2 separate regions of the Macaca mulatta genome follow, and region 1 is linked to region 2. Evidence: chromatin contacts called from public Hi-C data. All regions are on one chromosome and are shown on one strand. Each heading gives the region's core, a stretch centred on a gene start, on an enhancer-like site or on the middle of the called end of the contact. The rest is flanking DNA. Distances are from core to core; before and after follow the strand shown.

Region 1 (4,428 bases), core at 381-2,880, 530 kb before region 2:
GAGGGTGAGCTGGAGGCAACAGGGTGCTCTCGGGTACAGAGTTTCAGTTTAGGATGATGAAAAGGTTCTGGAGATGAGCAGTGGTGACGCTGCCCAGCAATGTGAATGCTGTGCTCAATGTCACTGAATTCTACACTTTAAAACGGTTAACGTAGTTTATTACAACTAAAATAAACTTGTTTCAAAAAAAGAAACTACATCGTTTAAGAACTGCAACACTACCTATAAAAAGTTTATCTTTGAGAGATCATTGGTATCAAACTCGAATGTGAAAAAGGAAAAACTGTCCTTTAGATTTTCAGTGACTCTGGAGTTGTCGAGAACCAAAATAAGCCGCACTCCAGCTTTCATTCATCCTGCAACACATCTGGGAGGTCCCTAAATCCCATATAGCATCCCCACATTCCTGTAATCTCAGCACTTCGGGAGGACGAGGCGGGCGGATCACGAGGTCAGGAGTTCAAGATCAGCCTGGCCCACATGGTGAAACACCATCTCTACTAAAAAATACAAACAAAAAATTAGCCGGGCGTGGTGCGCGCACCTGTAATCCCAGCTACGTGGGGATGCTGAGGCAGGATAATCGCTTGAACCCGGGAGGCGGAGGTTGCAGTGAGCCGAGATCGTGCCCCTGCAGTCTAGCCTGGGTGACAGTGACTCTGTCTCAAAAAAAAAAAAAAAAAAAAAAGAAATTCTGCTTGTCGGAAGTGTCTACAGACTTTTACAGGAACTTCAAGAAACAAACCCTCCCATTCCTGCGCAGCAAGCAGAGAAGTCATTGGATGTAAACGGTTTGTATTTTTCTTCCTTGGCGTAACAAAGTGAGCTTCTGCTCTGAACCCAGGGAGAAAACCATGTGCCCCAGTAAGAGAACACCGGCGGGGCACAGAACTCGACACAGCGCCGGCCAGGCAGAGTCTCCCACCAGGTCCCACTGCAGGTCCTCGAGTGAACAGTGCGGGCAAGACACGCCACACCCAGGCGGACGGCGGGACGCCCCCGGGTTCCCGCCCCCGGGTTCCCGCCCCCGGGTTCCCGCCCCCGGGTTCCCGCCCCCGGGTTCCCGCCCCCGGGTTCCCGCCCCCGGGTTCCCGCCCCCGGGTTCCCGCCCCCGGGTTCCCGCCCGCAGCCACCGCAGCGCTGCCCGAGCGAAAGCCCGGCGTCCCCTGCGGGCGGGAGCGCGCACGCGGCACCAGCTGCGCAGGCGCACGGGAGCGCGGCCCGCGAGGCCGCCGTGACCCCACAATACGCGGGCGGGGAGGGCCTCCGCCCCGTCCAGCCAGGGCTCGGCCGCCACCCCACAGCTTCCCGCGGCGTCACTGAAACCCAGACACAGCCGTGTTCCCCGCACCGCCCACCCACTCCCCCTCCTTCCGGGCTCGGCCCCGCCCGCAAGCGCCGCGCGCACCTTCACGCTCTGATCGCTGGAGCAGGTCGCCATCCGCCGCCCGTGGAAGTCGAAAGAGACATCGTGGATGAGATCCTTGTGGTCCGCCGCGATGCTGCGGGCCACAAACATGGCTTCCGTCGGGCCCGCGCCTCCGAAGAGGACAGTGGCGGCGGCAGCGGCGGCGGCGCGCGGCCCGCAGCCTCGCCCGACCTCGCAGCCCGGGAGCGCACGGCGCGTGCTGCCCACGCCCCCGCCCCGCCCCTGCCCATCAAGCCCCGCCCACACCCCCGGTCCCCAAGCCCCGCCCCACCCACGGGCCCGTCCAGCCCCACACCGTCCCCTGGCCCCTCAAGCCCCGCCCAGGCCCTGGCTCATCATGACTCGCCCCACCCCTCGGTCCCTCAAGCCTCGCCCCGCCCCCTGGCCCGTAAGCCCCGCCTACCCCCGGGCCGTCATGCCTCGCCCCGCCCTCCCGCCCCCTCAAGCCCCGCCCTGTCCTCGGCGCCGCACGTCCTGCGGGACTGGTACGGGTGCCTCCGGGCTCTGAGCGTTCGGCGGCGGCGGTTGCTCTGCAAAAGGCGAGTTACCTGTGATGAGAAGCAGTAAGAGGTTATTTGTATACTGTGAAATGAAGAAGGATGAGAAAGTGAAGACTGCTCTCGCGGTCCTCGTTTCCCCCAGACACGTGCGAGGAGCGCGGAGCGGGTGGAGGAGGCGAGCCGTGGGCGTGGTCAGGAGCCGCGCTCCGCAGGGACGGCCGAGGAGCCGGGAGGGCGAGGAGACGCCTGAGGGCATGACGGGCAGTCCAGGCTCGGCCGCCGAAGAGCGCAGGCTGGACGGGGAGGAGAGGATCGGAAGTACTAGTTTAAATGCGTCAACGTTTTACCGGCAGACCGGGCCCGGGGGTTCCAGGAGCCACCACGGGGTAGGGAAACAGTAGGAATTACCAGAGCCCGCCGGTAGAAACGTCATCCCGGGGGAAGGAAGCGGCCGGGGAACTGGGCCGCCTGCTCGCCGGGAGGCGGAGTCCTCGGGGAAAGGAGGTGAAGAGGACCAGACCCCCGGGAGGACGCCTGGCTCGGATCACGGATTCCGCCACAACGGAGAGTGGAGGAGCCTCTTCCGAGACGCCAGCGACTCAGGGGGCTTGCTTATAGGAAAAGGCATTCTGGAGGGCGTAGTGGGAAAGTTTAGGATGGAGACGGTGGAAGCTTGCGTCAGGGGAGCGAAAGTACAGAAGAAAAAAAAAACTAAAAATGAGGCTGTAGGAAATCCCTTTGGATTTTGGCCAGGAATGACAAGAATGTGAGGTATGGTAAGATTAGCAGGCTGGAAAGGTTTTTAAATGATTGGTCCCAGCTGTCCCCTGACGGATTGCACAGAAACCTGCAAACAGAAGTGGCGAAATGACCTTTTTCAACCGTAAATAAGATTGTATTGCTACCTTAAGAGGTGTACCCCACCTCTTATGATAACTGATAACAACTATAACTTTTTTGAGGGTCAAAGACACTCATATCCAAAGAAAGTGCTCACTATGAAAGTCCAGTCAAAATATATTGAATATTATTAAAATACCAAAACAGTTTAAAAATTCTTTTAATTCAATGTAAATAAACACAGTAAACAGATCAGTGGTTGCCAGAGATTATCAGAGTGGAAGTGAAGCGTTGAATTAGGTGAAACAGTGGATTTTTTTAAATAGACTTTAGTTTTTAGAACACTTTCAGGTTCACAGCAAAATTGAGCAGAAAATAGAGTTCCCACATGTACCCGTACTGCCACACATGCACAGCATCCTCCACTGTCAACGTCCCATACCAAAGTGGTACCTTTGTTATAATCAGTAAACCTACATTGACACGTCATTATCACCCAAAGTTCAGGCCTGGTGGCTAAGTTACCCTGTAATCCAGCACTTTTGGAAACTGAGGCGGACAGATTATCTGAGCTCTGGAGTTCAAGACCAGCCTGGACAACGTGGCGAGACCACTGTCTCTACTAAAAATACAAAATAAAAATACAAAAAAAAAAAAATCCCCAGGAGTGGTGGTGGAGCTGAGATTGTGCCACAGCACTCCATCCTGGGCAACATTGTCTCAAAAAAAAAAAAAAAAGGGAGACATTATCTCAAAACACTCCTGGTGTTTTATTCTATGGGTTTTGGCAAATATATAATGACATGAATCCACCGTTATGGTATCACGCGGAATAGTTTGACTGCCCTGAAAATCCTTAGTGCTCCTGTTCATCCCTTCCTTCCGACAACACCTGGCAATCGCTGATCTTTGCACTGACTGCATGGTTTTGACTTTTCCAGAATGGCATATAATGGGAATCTGGGAGTGGCCAGCCTTTTCAGATTGCCTTCCTTCTTTAGAGTAATATGCATTTAAGCTTTCTCCATGTCTTGTCTTGATAGTTCATTTCTTTTTAGTGCTGAATAATATTCCATTGTCAGGCTGTAACAATGTTTATTCATTCACCAACTAACGGGCATCCTGGTTGTTTCTGTGTTTAGGCAATTGTCAGTGAAGCTCCTACAAACATCTGCGTGCAGGTTTTTGTGTGGACATGTTTGCAACTCCTTTGGATGGATACCAAGAAGCATAATTGCCGGATCATATAGTAAGAGTAAGTTTAGTTTTGTTTTTGGGGGTTTTGTTGTGTTTTTTGAGACAGGGACTCACTCTGTCATGGCAGACAATCATGGCTCACTGCAGCTTTAAATTCCCTGGGTTCAGATGATCCTCCCCCCTCAGCCTCCCGAGTAGCTGGGACTGCAGGCACAGTGCCACTACACCCAGCTAATTTTTCTATTTTTTGTAAAGGTGGGGTTTCACCATGTCGACCAGGCTGGTCTCAAACTCCTGGGCTCAAGCGATCCTTGAGCCTCCCAAAGTGCTTGGATTACAGGCATGAGCCACTGTGCCTGGCCTGGTTTTACAAGAAACTTACAAACTGTCTTCCAAAGTGGTTGTGTCAGCTGGGCCTGGTGGCTAAGTTACCCTATAATCCAGCACTTTGGGAGGCCGAGG
Region 2 (4,852 bases), core at 2,081-4,580:
CGCCCGCCACCGTGCCCGGCTAATTTTTTGGTTTTTTTTAGTAGAGACGGGGTTTCACTGTGGTCTCGATCTCCTGACTTCGTGATCCGTCCGCCTCCGCCTCCCAAAGTGCTGGGATTACAGGCGTGAGCCACCACGCCCGGCTTGTAATTTTGTTTGTTTGTTTGTTTTGAGATGGAGTCTGGCACTCCAGGCTGGAGTGCAGTGGTGCGATCTCAGCTCACTGCAATCTCTGACTCCCGAGTTCAAGTTATTCTCCTGTCTCAGCCTCCCGAATAGCTGGGACTACCGATGCTTGCCACTATGTCTGGCTAATTTTTTTTTTTTTTTTTTTTTTTTTTTAGTAGAGATGGGGTTTCTTTCTTTCTTCTTCTTCTTCTTCTTTTTTTTTTGAGACGGAATCTCGCTCTGTCACCCAGGCTGGAGTGCAGTGGCGCAATCTTGGCTCACTGCAACCTCCACCTCCCAGGTTCAAGCGATTCTTCTGCTTCTGCCTCAGCCTCCTGAGTACCTGGGACTACAGGTGTGTGCCACCATGCCCGGCTAATTTTTGTATTTTTAGTAGAGACGCAGTTTCACCATATTGGCCAGGCTGGTCTTGAACTCCTGAACTCGTGATCCACCCACCTCGGTCTCCCAAAGTGCTGGGATTACAGGCGTTAGCCACCGTGCCCATCTCCTCCCTCCCTCTCTCCCTCCCTTCCTCCCTCCCTCCCTCCCTTCCTTCCTTCCTCTCTTTCTCTTCTCTCTTTCTCTCTTTTTTTTTTTGAGTGGAGTTTCACTCTTTTTGCCCAGGCTGGAGTGCAATGGTGCAATCTCGGCTCACTGCAACCTCTGCCTTCCGGGTTCAAGTGAATCTCCTGCCTCAGCTTCCCGAGTAGCTGGGATTACAGGTGTGCATCACCATGTGCAGCTAATTTTGTATTTTTAGTAGAGATGGGGTTTCACCATGTTGGCCAGGCTGGTCTCAAACTCCTGACCTTAGGTGATCCGCCTGCCTTGGCCTCCCAGTGTTGGGATTACAGGCATGAGCCACTGCACCGGGCCAATTTGTGTCATTTTCTTTTTTCCTGATTGGTCTGAGTATTGATCTTCTCAAAGAACATCCTTTGATTTCATTCATTTCTCTCTTTTAGTTTTTAATTTTATTGATTTTTGCGCTTATCTTCTTTTTTTTTTTTTTTTTTGAGATGGAGTCTCGCTCTGTTGCCCAGGCTGGAGTGCGGTGGCCTGATCTCAGCTCACTGCAAGCTCCGCCTCCCGGGTTCACGCCATTCTCCTGCCTCAGCCTCCTGAGTAGCTGGGACTACAAGGCGCCCGCCACCACGCCCGGCTAATTTTTTGTATTTTTAGTAGAGACGGGGTTTCACTGCGGTCTCGATCTCCTGACGTTGTGATCCGCCCGCCTCGGCCTCCCAAAGTGCTGGGATTACAGGCGTGAGCCACCGCGCCCGGCCGCGCTTATCTTCTTTCTCTTCTTTGGTTTTACTTCATTTTCTTAGTCTAGCTTTTTTTCTTTTTTGAAGATGAGGTCTTTCTGTTTTGCCCAGGCTTGTCTGGAACTCTTGGGCTCAAGTGATCCTCTCACCTCAGCCTATTTCTGATACTGATTTCTAATTTAATTTCATTGTGGTTAGAAAATATGTTTTATAAGACTTGATTCCTCTTAATATTTTTATGGCCTATAATATGGTTTATTTTGATAAGTGTTCCGTGAAAACTTGAAAATAATGTGTATTCTGTTGTTATGAGTAGTTTTCTATAAATGTCAATTCGATTTCTTTGGTTGTGTGTAAGTCTTTTATATACTTACTATTTTCCTGTCTAATTGTTCTGTCAATTATCAAAAGAAGGATTTGAAATCTCCAAATATAATTGGAAGTTGTTGTTCTGTCAGTCTTTGCTCCCTGTATTTTAAGCTTCTGTTAATGGGAACAAAGATGTTTACGTTGTTATGTCCTATTAATGAATTGACCCCTTTATTATAATAAAAATCCTCTTGGCCAGGTGTGGGTGGCTCACATCTGTAATCCCAGCACTTTGGGAAGCTAAGTCAGGAGGATTGCTTAAAGTCAGGAGTTTGAGACTAGCGTGAGCAACAAAGTGAGACTCCATCTCTACGCAAAATAAAAAAAGTCGAGTGTGGTGGCGAGCGCGTGTGGTCCCAGCTACTTGGGAGGCTGAGGCGGGAGGATCCCTTGAGCCCAGGAGTTGGAGGCTGCAGTGAGCTACGATTGCACCACGGCATTCCAGCCTAAGTGACCGAGTGAGACCCTGTCTCTGGAAAAGAAAAGAAACCCGATACTATTCATCCTTAGTGATATTCTTTCCCCTGAAATTAATTTTGTTTGGAATTTCCTTGCCCTAAAATCTGTCTACTCAGTTTTCTTTTGTGCGAGCATGGTATGATGGTGTTTCTGGTATATCTTTTTCTTATTGTTTTACTGCCATTGGGGTAATCACAGGACTCACCTGGTTTGTCTCCTGTCTCTCAAGGATTACTGTCCTTTGCCTGAGGTCCAGCATCGCAAGCCTGGGCGACAGAGCGAGAGCCCGTCTCAGAAAACCCCCCAATCCCCCACCTCGGTTCAAAGACCTCTCTTTTTTTCCTCCGCTGTCACGGTACAGGAAACAATGTGTAGTTTCCACTACCTGAAAGACTCGACTTGCTCTCCAAACACCAGTTCCCCGACAGGGTTCCCAGAGCGCAGGCTGCACGGCCCCAACACTCCCTGCTGCTTGTGAATCTTCGCCTTGCCTTCCCAGGGTCAGGAATGTGCGCTTCGGTGTCTCCAGACCCTAGCAACACCCGACGACTGAGCTGGCGCCGCTGGAGCCTTCGCTGCTTCCACCTCGCTCCTAACTGGCTGGCCCACCCAGCTGCCCAGGCCCGGGAGCCCAGGATCCCAGGCGCGCGTCTCCCCTTAGTCCCCGCCTCCAGCCACGCCCTCCACTCCTCCGTCGGCCTCGCCTGCAGCTCCCGCTCGCCCTCCCGGTTCTTCCTTGGCCCCGCCTCCAGCCACGCCCCCCACGTGCGCCATCGGCCCTGCCCCCAGCTCTCGCTCGCCCTCGCCTGTCCGCCCTCGGCTCCGTCCCCGCTTCGCCATCGGCTCCGCCTCCAGCTCCCCCTCGCCCTCTAAGGTCCTTCTTCGGCCACGCCTCCAGCCGCGCCCCCAACGCCGCTTCGTCGGCCCCCGCCTCCGGTCCCGCCCCCACGCTCCTACCATTTGGTCCGCTCTCCTGCACCGGCTGAGGTCGCGGCCGGTTTCGGAGAGAAGACGTCGACGTCAGCGCGCCGGGGCGGGGCTGGCGGCGGGAGACGCCGCGTTGAGAGCTGGGGCTCCGCCGTGAGCCGCGGGAGCGCTGCGCTGCCTGGCGGTCTCTCCCCGAGCGGAGCCTGCTTCCCGAGGCCTCCAGTGGTCGCCTGCCCGCGCCTGCGCAGCGTCCCGGGCCGAGAGGGCCACGGCGGCGGCCATGGCGCACCGCTGTTTGCGGCTGTGGGGCTGGGGCGGCTCCTGGCCCCGCGGCCTACAGCAGCTGCGCGTGCCTGGCGGCGTGGGCCCAGGCGAGCAGCCCTGCCTCCGGACGGTGAGTCCTACCTGGGCGCCCGGCGCCCTCCACCCGGCCTCGGGCCCACTTCCGGCTCGGGAGAGCGGGCGTCAAGGTCACTGGCCCCCGCCCTGCCGCCCCACGCGGGCCGTCCCTGCCGAGGGCCGCGGCCCCCCGCGCTGTCTCTTCGCCGACCGCTGAGCGCCGGTTCGCGCCCAGCCCTGCCGGTGGGATTCGAGTTTTGAAAACGCGCAGCTCCAGTAGAGCCGGGTCTTGGCGCTTCACCGGGGCGGCTGAAGCCTCGAAGGTCATGTTGGCTTGGTGGCCGTCCTTGTCCCCGCGTTCATGTCCCGGGAGCACGGAAGGAAGGCGTCTGTAGTTTTGAGTCAGCAGCACGAGCACGATGTTGTCGCAAGGACGGGTTTTGGAGTCAGGCTGCCTAACCTCTCCGAGTCTCCGTGTTCCCGTCTGCTGAATGGGGCCATTGCGGGCATTCCAGGACTGGCAGAATTAGCTATTATTATTAAGAATGTCACATTTTCGGAGCAGGGACTCTGTGTTCGTTGCATATTAGAGCCTGCTATCAGCGGGAGGCTCTTCCTCTGTTGGTAGCCATCCCTCTAGATACACACACAGGACCTGATACATGTTGCTGACATAATGATAGTGTGTGGACAGAACCATGGCCGTGATCTGCCTCAAGGAAAGGTTCACGTGTCCAATAATCGCTCTCACTGTTTAGGTGACTGTTCCTCATCCTCACGGTGGTGTACGGGTGGTGGTTGAGGTCCCCGGGTCGGCCAAGGGAACCTGGCTTGGCCTCCTGCTATCCCAGCGCCCTTGAGGTAGTCAGCTCAGCGTCTTCACTGTGAGGGGAGATAGGCCGGTGCGGGAACTCACGCCTGCGATCCCAGCACTTCGGGAGGCCGAGGCGGGAGAAGCTTGAGTCCAGGAGGTGGAAACCAGCCTGGGTAGTGTAGCAGACCCTCCGATCTACAATTTTTTTAAAATTTTTTATTTATTTATTTATTTTTAGATACAGGCTTTTGCTTCGTCGCGTAGGCCGGAGTGCAATGGTACAAACACAGCTCACTGCAGCCCCAGACTGAAGCAATCCTCCCGCCTCAGCCTCCCAAGTATCTGGGACTACAGCACCATGGTTGATTTTTAAAAATTTCTGGAGAGGCCGGGCGCGTTGGCTCACACCTGTAATCCCAGCACTTTGGGAGGCTGAGTCGGGCGGATCACCAGGCCAGGAGAGGGAGATCATCCTGGCTAACACGGTGAAACCCCGTCTCTACTA

What was found. Hi-C and Micro-C count contacts between places; a contact is called where the count stands out from the background.
Region 1: a Hi-C map of liver shows a contact between it and region 2, with 5 times the contacts expected there. The contact joins the promoter of SEH1L here to the promoter of AFG3L2 in region 2. A contact is called at or near these places in 2 of 14 Hi-C or Micro-C datasets (fetal cortex germinal zone and liver).

Annotation. Positions count from the first base shown.
Region 1 is chr18:83,611,420-83,615,847 of T2T-MMU8v2.0, reverse strand. It overlaps SEH1L (SEH1 like nucleoporin), which reads right to left and starts at 1,630. Exons shown (of 8, transcript XM_077975392.1): 1 at 1,409-1,630. The coding sequence starts at 1,519. LOC144336546 (a long non-coding RNA gene) reads left to right here and starts at 1,888. Exons shown (of 5, transcript XR_013408429.1): 1 at 1,888-1,968; 2 at 3,912-4,024.
Region 2 is chr18:83,082,923-83,087,774 of T2T-MMU8v2.0, reverse strand. AFG3L2 (AFG3 like matrix AAA peptidase subunit 2) reads left to right here and starts at 3,330. Exons shown (of 17, transcript XM_077975364.1): 1 at 3,330-3,588. The coding sequence starts at 3,475. LOC144336549 (a long non-coding RNA gene) reads right to left here. Exons shown (of 3, transcript XR_013408433.1): 2 at 4,679-4,748; 3 at 3,322-4,465.